Regions from separate parts of the Mus musculus genome. Here all the other regions are linked to region 1. The links are chromatin contacts, called in public HiChIP or PLAC-seq maps. All regions are on one chromosome and are shown on one strand. The core of a region is the stretch at or near the end of the contact, and the rest is flanking DNA. Distances in the headings are between cores, read along the strand shown. Region 1 has its middle 21 kb from the start of Rab6b. Region 2 has its middle 7.3 kb from the start of Gm46151. Region 3 overlaps Bfsp2 (beaded filament structural protein 2, phakinin).

What was found. HiChIP or PLAC-seq counts read pairs in DNA pulled down with a chosen protein or histone mark.
Region 2: a contact with region 1 is called in a FOXA1 HiChIP or PLAC-seq map of pancreatic cancer cells. The contact joins two enhancer-like sites. A contact is called at or near these places in 3 of 484 Hi-C or Micro-C datasets (all in embryonic stem cells) and 3 of 115 datasets of contacts at active chromatin or transcription factors (extraembryonic endoderm stem cells, pancreatic cancer cells and stem cell-derived neural progenitor cells).
Region 3: a contact with region 1 is called in a FOXA1 HiChIP or PLAC-seq map of pancreatic cancer cells. The contact joins two enhancer-like sites. A contact is called at or near these places in 2 of 484 Hi-C or Micro-C datasets (Th17 cells and double positive thymocytes), 2 of 115 datasets of contacts at active chromatin or transcription factors (memory CD8 T cells and pancreatic cancer cells) and 1 of 9 other capture datasets (pancreatic islet).

What each region holds. Positions count from the first base shown.
Region 1 is chr9:103,089,087-103,092,636 of GRCm38.p6, reverse strand. It overlaps a transcript of Slco2a1 not described here. Among named protein-coding and RNA genes, the nearest start is that of Rab6b, 21 kb to the left of the region's middle. Within about 2 kb of position 2,091, at least 49 of the 459 cell types and tissues checked have an H3K27ac peak or open chromatin away from gene starts, as enhancers often do. A contact at or near this core is called in pancreatic cancer cells, where this site is marked.
Region 2 is chr9:102,769,475-102,772,999 of GRCm38.p6, reverse strand. No RefSeq gene overlaps it. Among named protein-coding and RNA genes, the nearest start is that of Gm46151, 7.3 kb to the left of the region's middle. Within about 2 kb of position 1,604, at least 59 of the 459 cell types and tissues checked have an H3K27ac peak or open chromatin away from gene starts, as enhancers often do. A contact at or near this core is called in pancreatic cancer cells, where this site is marked.
Region 3 is chr9:103,432,881-103,436,116 of GRCm38.p6, reverse strand. The region is part of intron 4 of Bfsp2 (beaded filament structural protein 2, phakinin); the gene reads left to right. All of the region lies in intron 5 of 5830418P13Rik (RIKEN cDNA 5830418P13 gene), which reads right to left. Among named protein-coding and RNA genes, the nearest start is that of 5830418P13Rik, 11 kb to the right of the region's middle. Within about 2 kb of position 1,731, at least 80 of the 459 cell types and tissues checked have an H3K27ac peak or open chromatin away from gene starts, as enhancers often do. A contact at or near this core is called in pancreatic cancer cells, where this site is marked.

The DNA.
Region 1 (3,550 bases), core at 842-3,341:
GAAGCCACTGAATACTTAAGCCTGTAAGATCATGGCGAGGCTGACAGCCCCAGGATGGGAGGGGCCCCACGTTGGAGCAGAGTGACCACCCATGCCAGTTCGCAGGGCCTGGGAGTGCCCACAGGGTCTGTAAGAATGCTTGGGTGGGGAGCCTGAAGTGTCAGAGGGTGGCGGTGTATTTGAGGGGTGCCCTGAGCAGCGAGCAACCTGGCCTCAGCAACGCCCTCTCTGCCAAGCTGCATGCGGTGATCCCGCTGTGGCGCTGCCTCACTGCGGCGCTGGTGAGCGGCGCCGCCTAGTGGCAGACTACGACAGCAGTGCCCCGGAGCGCCGGCCACTGCAAGAATAAGGTCTGGACCCTGCTGGAAGCGAGACCAGTTGCACTCCAAACTCCCCGTCTGATAATTGCATCTCACTAGAAGCGCAAAGCACAAAGGGCCTGGCGTTCTCTGATCTTCACTCCCGACTTCTGGAGCTGTTCTGGAGTTTCAAATGCCTTTTCCCAGTATGGGCCCACCCCACCCCACCCCACCCCACTCCCACCTCCATTTTTCTTCTGTAAGCTGGTGTTTGTGAAAGTTAAGAACATTCAGTCAAATGCTTGCCCCACCTGAGACTTCTAAGGTTTAGGGGCTGTATACATTTGAAATGCTGTACTGAGAAACCCACAGTGCAAAGAGAAGTTTAGGAGCCTGAACAGAAAACCTGTTCAAATAAGCTGCCCCATTTGGCTTTCAATTACACCCCTGGGACTCCAGTTCCCACACTGCGGGGAGGAGAGAGAGAGAGAGAGAGAGAGAGAGAGAGAGAGAGAGAGAGAGAGGACATATAGTGGAGCCAACTTTGGCTGGGGCTGCTCAGGAGGACGGCTCTTCTGGTCTCTGGGGTGTAGCAGTTCCCTCTCAGGGACCCGGGGCTGTATTTTGAGGTAGGAACGCCCTTCTGGGACTGGTTGACTGGTCTCTAAGGCCATTCTCCAGGCTTTGAATGGGCTGGTCTAAGCCAGTCCCGAAGGACGCCTAAGGGGCCCCCGCTAAGCCTAGACCCTACCCTTCTAGCCTTACTCCTGTTCTCCTTCAGGTTCCCTGATCAGGGGATTCTCAGAATGTGCACAGGTTTGCTCGCCTTTCTACCTTTGTTCACAACTTAGCTGTCCTCTCTCCCTACACTCTTGACCCTCGAAACCAGCCCTGGTCCCTTCTCTGATTTCCCAATGGAATCCACAGCACTTGGTCAAGTTCCTACCCTAGGTCAAAGTATACACGCTGCAAGGTCAGGAAATGTGTCATGGCGGGTTCTTGCACACACCAGCTACCAAACAAATAAAATGTGATTGACAACCGGAGGGGACCTCATTTATCGATGTGATGGTCCTGATGGCCTCACCATTCAGGAAGAAGCTCTGGGTGAGACTCCTCCCCTCGAGATAAGCCCCGCCCCTTGGGGGGCATGCTCAATCAACTGTCATCCCCCCTAGCTCCTCCGCCTTCTCATCCTTTGCCTAAGTCTTTGTCAACTAAAGAGAACCTTTTTCCTGACCCTGCATCTCTAAACCTCTGATCCATCAGCTCTGCCTCTTCTGGGCCTGTCCTCTCCACTTTTCCATCTCTAAGGCAGCCTTGGCTTTGCTGAGATATCATCTTTTCTCCTCTAGGGATCCGCTGTGGATGCTTCCTCCCTCTGACTGTATTCATCCCTCTTCCAACAGCCTGACAAGACTGAAGGGTCTCAGAGAGCATATTGGTTCACCTAGAATCACTCCCCATGGTGGAAGATTCTAGCACTTGCCTAAGTCTGCTCCTCTCCTCTCTGAGCACAGAGGATTATATTTCTCCATCTGTACAGCAGTTAGATAATGCCGTGAGACTAGTTCTGGCCAAGCGCCTGGGAGCAGAAAGACTATGCGCCTTCTGGCCAAAACACTTGCTTCCCATGGCGAGACCTTCTTAGCTTCCTTTCCTGCCTCATTAATTGTGGATTGATGAAACAGAGGTACCTCAAGTCCAAATAGCTGGCATTCTGAGCCACCCTTGGAAGCCACTGCCCTGGAGAGTCACCCAAACAAGCCACGGGCTTTGTGCAAACAAGAGATAAAGGTGTGTTGTGTCATGTGACTGAAGCCTAGCCAAGCCTATTTCTGGGTGGTTTGAGGAGTTCAGTAAATAAATGCATGGCTTGGCAAACTGTAGCGAACTATGTACATTTTATTATTGTTATCAAAGTGTAGCAGGTGCCTAAGGAGCAGAGACTTTGTCAAGGTAGAGAGCCCTGTGTCCTGTGGCCACCAAACAGGGCTGGGAATGGGTGTGGAGGTTGATAAATGGGCCGGGCCTGTCACGAGAGGAAGGCTTTCTCTCATTAATGATTTGCCAAGGGCTTGCCCAGGACCTGTTTACATATTTAATCACCGATGAAAGGTTAGCAAATCTGGCCTTCTTGGCAGGGAATGGACATTTTTACCTCCAATGTTTAGTCCCTGTGGCTGGGAAAGATAGGAATTTTTTTTCTTCTGGATTTGCAAGGATTACCCCCCCACACACACACACACACATACACATACCACTGCCAATCTCTCTGGGAAGCTGTAATACAATATTTTACTATCAAGTTGACAGTAATTCAGGACCCAGCTTAGCTGCATCTCTCCATCTTTGAAAGTGTTGAAGGCAAATACAACATGGCTTTGTTTCTTAAGCGAGAACATGATAAGCAGTTACCAGATGGGACATTTCCCCAAAGGTCTGTGCTTCAATCTCATGGCTCTGCTTCTCCAAGTTTTCTCCTCTCTGTCCCTTTTCTCCACGTCTGGTCTTTACCTTGTGGTACCCAGAGGGCTCACTGGATTTTGTTTGATGAATAGTTACAATGTTCTTGGGATGCTTGACTAGAATGTAAATAATTGAGACATCACCTGGTCTCCCAACCTCTATCACCCAACCTACACAACCCTAAAGAGATCCCTCCTCTTTCTTCTCACCAGCCAATGAACTTCAATGGGAAAAGAGGCGGGCTTCTCATTACCCAAGGCTTGCCCTAACTTCAGAATGACTTATAAGAAGAGAGGGGCTTGGGGCAGCCAGAAAGACCTGGGCTTTCTGTGAAAGCTCTCTGCTGGCTGCTTCCTTGATTTTGGAGTTCTCCTTTCTTTTTCTCTTTCTTTTTTTCTTTTTCTTTTTTCATTTTCATTTTCTTCCTTCCTTTTTTTTCTTTCTTTCTCTCTCTCTCTTTCTCTCTCTTTCTTTCTTTCTTTCCTTCCTCCTTCCCTCCCTCCCTCCCTTCTTTCTCTCTCTCTCTCTCTCTCTCTCTCTTTCTTTCTTTCTCTTTTTTTAAGACAAGGTCTCAATATGTAGCCCTGGCTGTCCTGGAACTCATCATGTAGATCAGGCTGGTCTCGAACTCTCACACACCCAGTTGCCTCTGCCTCCCAAGTACGGGGATTAAAGGCATGCTCCACATGCCTAGGATTCTACATTTTCAGACATACTAGTGTGGCTCCCATCATAGGCTGGGACGAGGGTCCTGCCAGAGGCTTTGGACTCAAGGACACTTG
Region 2 (3,525 bases), core at 355-2,854, 320 kb after region 1:
TTTATAATTTCTGGACACTGTGAACAATACTGTGACGATACTACAATCCCTATCAATATCCACACAATATTATTATTGTAGTTATTGTAGAATACTGATATAGATTTGTGTGAACTCTATAGTCATATATGTGTGTCCTATTGGTATTGGTTCTCTAAGTATCAGTCATTTGAGTTTCAAGAGATTTATTGAGGAACATTTTCTATGAATGAATAATGGACAGGTTCATTCTTGAGTTTGTGACATACTTAAAGATATAACTGTACATATGCTTGTATATAAATATTTGTGTGAGCATGTGTACATGTGGTTATATATGTGCAGATATTCTTGCGGAGTTATGAAATACACATACATGTGGACCATTATGTACACAGATAGATTTGCATATGCATATAAACTCACATATATGTATATATGTGTATATATATGTGTGTGTGTATATATATATATATGTATATATATATGCTGCATGATTATCTAGAGAGATTTAGAGAAAAATATGGAAGGATATACACACATTTCACAAGAACCCACACAGAAGAAGAAAAGATCAGACAGAAATGCCATAAATCCCAGGCTGCCACACTCAATTCACATTTGGATCATCTCAGTGTTAATAAAATTAATTCCTGTCATTATTTGGTATCACCATGCCTGTAATCTCAGAAGGCTGAGGCAGGAGAATGGCTTGAACCCAGAAACTCAGGTCTAGCCTGGGCAAATTAGCAAGACCAACATTTTAAAAATAAACAAAGCAGCTGGAGAGATGGCTCAGCAGTTAAAAGCACTTGGCTGTACTTGTGGAGGACCCAGGTTCAGTTCCCAGCACCCACATGGGGGTTCACAACATCTGTAACTCCTGGATCTAACACTTTCTTCTGGTCTCCAGGGCACTAGGCGCCCACATGATCAATCTACATACATGCAGGCAAACACTCATACACATGGAACAAAAATCAATACATCTTTTAAAAATATAATAAAAATAATATATTTTTAAAAATCACATCCAGGCTTTGCCCAGCCTGTCTTCATTTGCTTGCCCGTGTGACTTCTTTGGTTCTGGGACCCAGTGCCCTTTTTCTGGGCCTCTGCTGGGGACATGTGATGAGGAGGTGTGTGAGGGGCAAATTTCGACCCCCCCCCCCAGGTGGGAAAAATGTAGAATAGGAAACCGATGGGGGACCTGAGTCACCCTCATCATCTGCACTTTTCTAGGGAGGCGACCACACTGCGGTGCCCAGGGCAGCACTGTGACTCAGACGTGAGGCTCGCGTCCCACCTGGCCCCACCCTCGAGCCCTACTTCCCAGGTCCAAGTTCCCAGGCAGCTTACCACGCCTAGCACGGGCAGAGGGCGGGTCTCCGGTGAACGCGCCTAGGGCTTAAATCTGAGCTCTCTCCCTTTTGAAAGTATCCATATACTCTTTAAAACCGTAGACTGAAATACTTCAAAAGACGCTCCCTCCCAGTTCACAGTTCCTTCACGAGAGCAACCGGGTTAGTCTTTCCTGTGCAGGGATATATTAATACTGAGGGAGGGAGGGTGAGGGGGCATAAATCAAGTTATAAGTCCACAACCCTGAAAAATGCGGGAGCAATGTCCTTTCGAATTGGGAATTCAAGGAATGAAGGAAGGCGGTGTTCTGTGGCTTGTGCCACACTCTGATAAAGCACTAATATTTCTGCACCAATAAGATAAATCCATAATCAGCCTTCAGTCCGTTGAATTTAGCTTTTGCTACAAATCATCCTTGTGCCATTTTTTTTTAAAAAAATTCGAGGTTTTTGAATTTTGTAATTATGGATAAGATGCACATGAGTTTGTACTCCCCTGATTCTTATTCATTATTGTGATGGTTTTAGCTGTCTGGTGCTGGGAATTAAACCCATATCCCTTCATGTGCTAGATAAGCACCCCGCCTCTGTGCTGTATCTGCAGTCCTTTTATTTATTTTTTTTGCGACAGGGTCTCTTGTAGCTCAGTCAGGCCTTGTACTCCTGATCTACAAGGTGCTAAGATATAGGCATGTGGCCCTCTCTACCCTGCCTGCTTACAGATATTTAAAGCACCGTGCTGTGGCACATTGAACAGAAATTAAAAAAACTGTTCACTCACCATTTCTTTCCTATCAGTCGAGTATATTATTTCACACACACCTGAGTTAAGCTAGCTGCTTGTGCCATCTGGATTGGTTCTGTGCAGCAGCCTCGGTGCTTCACTGAGTGGCACTGGAAGGTCAGCACACGTGCAAGGGTGTCTGTAGGGTAGATTCCTAGCAGTCAAATTGCTGGGGCAATTAATAATAAGGATCATTAACATTCGCATAGTAATTTCTGAAAGCTGGGATTTGCCGTAAGTACTCTACAACGATCGGTGCATCATAACAACGCTTGAAACCAGCTTGAGAGCTGTGCGAACTCATACCATTTTGCAGACGAGAAGAATCCAGGCTCGGGGAAGTGAAATGACTGGCAGAGCTGGGACTCAGACCAAGGTGTCTGACTCCAACTCACATTCTTAATTATCACATTCTTCTGCCTTTTGAAGACCGTGGGAATTTGGAACGTAGGGACAGGTTGCCAAATCGTCTTCCACACGGCTTTGTCAAGTCATGCTCCTGACCCAGCCCGTGAGCTGCTGTTACCCCGGCGAATTCAGAGCCAAATCAAACTTTTTGATCTTTGCCAATCTGATAGGCGGTTACGGTATCTATCTCGATGTAGCTTTAGCTTGGATTTCTTTTGCTGGGAGTCCGATTGAGCGTCTCGTCATCTGAGAGTCTGGTCTTCCTGGCCTTTAAGTTACTATGGGATCTTTGCCTGTTCACGACTGTGACTTGTGCCGAGTTTATGTCTTAGGAAGCTAAGCCCCCAGGGACTCAAGGTACAGATATTTGATGAGGCAAATGTTCACCTTTTGATTTTATTCCTGGTGGGCTTGGGGCGGAGTGTTTTTCAAAAGACAAACAAAAGATAAAAGGAAAGGCTGGGGCCATATAGCTCAGTATGTGAAGCACTTCCACTGTAAGCATTATGTCCCAAATCTATGTTTAAAAACAAAACAAAACAAAACAAAACAGACAAACAAGCAAACAAAACAAAAACAAAACAACAACAACAAAAACAGGCACGGTAGACCATGCTTGTGATCCTAGAACCAGAGAGACAGAGATAGGCAGAATCCTGTGGCTTATTGCCATCCTAGCCTATACAATGACTCGGGCAATTCCAAGCCAAAGAGAGAGACCCCGTTCTGAAAACAAGATGGATAATGCCTGAGAAATAACACCCATGGTTGCTCTCGATCTCCATACGCACATGTGTGCACACACATATGCATTCTCCCTCACATGGGGAAGAAAAGAAAAAGGACTCAGGGCTGAGAAGAAGGGGGAGGGAGGGTCAGAGCAGCCCCCTAGAGAGATGCCTCTGCCTACTGAGGCCGGAGAAAAGTAAAATGATGCAACATGAAAATGGCCCCTGTTGGAGACAGGCCGTGGTTCAACTCACAGGGATGACC
Region 3 (3,236 bases), core at 482-2,981, 340 kb before region 1:
TTCCATTGCTGCTTCATAACTGTAATTTTGCTACTGTTATAAATCGTAGTTTAAATATCTGTGTTTTCCAATGGTCTTAGGTGACCCCTATGAAAAAGTCCTTCAACCCCCAAAGAGGTCGTGACTCACAGGCTGAAAACTGCTGTTCTAAAGCAGTGTGCCCCCCACCCCAGATCAGGAGCCCTTGTGACCCCAGAAGCAGTGAATTGCTTTGCTCCATGACAAAGAACACAATGCAGTCATGGTCATGTTCTTGTGAAGTCTGGAAAGCACACCTGTGCTCTTGCAAGGCTGTCGCTCACCTCGAGGTCAAAGCAGAGAGCTTGCATGACTCTCAACCCCACAGCAAGTGCTTGGGGAGAGACAGACACACATACACCCTGAGATCCCGAAGCCTGGGTGCACAAGCTTTCAGAGCACTGACCATTTCTGACATCAGAGCATGTCACTGGTGGCTTGCTATGCCCTCCTTTCCCCTAGGAGCCCATTTCAGTCCTCACCCTGCAGCTTTAAGTCATAGGCAATGCTGCTTGTGAGACAGCCAATGATGATCCTAAAAGTGATCAGCTTTAGAAAAAAATGTCCTCGTTCTTCCTTTATTTTCCCCCAATAGTTCATCCCCTAAGTAACTAATTATGATTATAATAGGCGTGTGCTTATGTACACACTCATGCATGCATGTATGCATGTGTATATGTGTGTGTGTGTGTGTGTAGGTGTGAGTGCATATGGGGAGGCCAGAGGTCAATGTTGGTAGCTTCCTCAGTTGCTCTCTACCTTATCTTTGATATAGGGTCTCTCACTGATTAGCCAAGGTGCATGTGTGTGCGTGCGTGCGTGTGTGTGTGTGTGTGTGTGTGTGTGTGTGTGTTGAGTCTTTTGAGACAGGGTCTCACTATGTACACCTGACTAAGCTAGAACTCACTGCATAGACCAGGCTGGCCTCAAATTCAAAGCCTGCCTCTGAATCACACGTGCTTGGGATGAGAGTAGAGATATATGTCACTACACCCAGCTATATTTTTTTAAGATTTTTAAAATATTTTTGTTTGTTTGTTTGTTTGTTTGTTTTTGTTTTTCGAGACAGGGTTTCTCTGTATAGCCCTGGCTGTCCTGGAACTCATTTTGTAGACCAGGCTGGCCTTGAACTCAGAAATTCGCCTGCCTCTGCCTCCCAAGTGCTGGGATTAAAGGCGTGCGCCACCACGCCCTGCTTTTTTTTATATTTTTATTTTATGTGTGTGTGTGGGTGCTTTACCTGCATATGTGTGTGTACCACTTGCATACCTGATGCCCTTGGATGTCAGAAGAGGGTGTCAAATCTCCTTGGAGTGACAGATGGTCATTAGCCCCTGTGTGAGTACTGGAAACCAAGCCTGGGCCCTCTGCAAGAGCCACAAATGCTCTTAACCACTAAGTCATCTCTCAAGCCCCATAAATTTATAAATTTTGAGTGTGAAAATCTTCACCATATTTCAAAATGTTAGCATGCTCTCCCAATCCAGAAATGGAGCCAAGATTTCAAGACCTGGGGGTCAACATAGTTGAATCTTATCCTGTACCCTAAATGAGTAACTGAGTCTCACCTCCTCAGGGCCTGGGACCATAAAGGTTTCCTTGGCCTCTCTGCCTGCAGCATTGGCTCAGAGACAGCACATCAGAATGTACTGAAAAAAGAGAGTGACCTCATTTTATCATCCACCAGCAGGGGACCTGTGCCCCTGCGTGCAGCACCCAGAGCTCCCCCTGTGTTCACAGCTGCAGCTGCACTGGTTTGTACAATGAAAAGGGTACTGAGGCCAGAGACATGGCCCAGCAGTGAAGGCACTCACCACCAAGCCTAATGACCTGAGTTCAGTCCCACGTGGTGGGAGGAGAACTGGCTCCTGTGGTATCCTCTGACCACCACGTGAGTCATCATTGTACATGTGCACCGCATAAGCTGTGGCATGTGTGCACCCACACAAACATGCCCCCCCACATACAAGTAAATAGCATAATGTAAAAAAAAAAAAAATTTAAAGGAAAACTATGACTATCAGATATAAAGATCCAGATAGAAAACCTGGGGCTGGAGAGGTGGCTCAGCAGTTGAGAGTACTTGTTGCTCTTGCAGAGGACCTGGGTACATTTTCCAACACCCACATGATAGTTTCCAGACTTCTGTAACTCCATTTTCAAGGAGTCAATGCAATCTTCTGACCTCCATGGGCACCAAGTAGGCAAAACATTTACACATGAAAGTAAAGTGAATAAACACAAGAAAGCCCCTTGTCTGAAGAAGGTGTGGGGACCTGGCACTGCCTCCCAGGCCAGGGTTACAGGTTCTCTGAAGGATCATTTGTACACATGTCCCCTCGGCACTTGGGGGTTGAGGCAGGGGGATTGGGAGTTCATGGGACGGCACATAACAAGACTCTGTCTTCACGTAAATACAGTTTATCTCAAGAATTTATCCTCAGGGATACCTTCTTGGATGGAATGCAAGCATCTAGAGCTCCTCTTTACACTGCTGTAGAAAATAGGGGAAATCTGGAAACAACCAAAATGTCCACCAACAGGGAACATCTAAATAAATGACATTAACCCCAAACAAGGCAATGCTCTGTAGCTGCTCAAAGACTATACTCACCTCAACATGCTGGCAGAGACCAATTACTAACACATAGTAAGTACTGTAGCAAACAAGAGAAGGCAGTAGTGCATATTTACCTATAAATATAGTTGTGGGCCGCATAAGGATGTTCAGATCAATGATAGATTAAATGTGCAGGGTTGGGCCTGTAAGATTGTATCATCTAGTGATGTCGTAGCCACCTTAGCTCGTGCAAGCATAGTTCTGACATGTTCACATAACAGCGGAATTCTTTTATAGATCTCAGATGGTATCCGTGCCATCAGTCAGAGCATGAAATATTTATGAAAGGAAGCATAAGAAATTGGAAACAGGAAAACTGTGATTAGAACTCAGGGAGGAGAGGAAACATCTTACTGTTTTCAATGAGAAAGAGGGAGGGGGAGGGGGAGGGACGGGGGAGGGGAGCAGGTTTGAACCCAGGGTCATGTGCAAGCTAAGCAAGTACTTCACCATGAACTACAACCTTCTCGGAGTCTTTAATAAATCTTTTTGAATGTTATTCTATTTTTAGGCATCAAAGATTCAAAACAGTTTTTTGTATACAAATTGGTTAGCAGGTTTATAAAAAGGGTGGAGGGGAAGGTATTTTTTTAGTCTG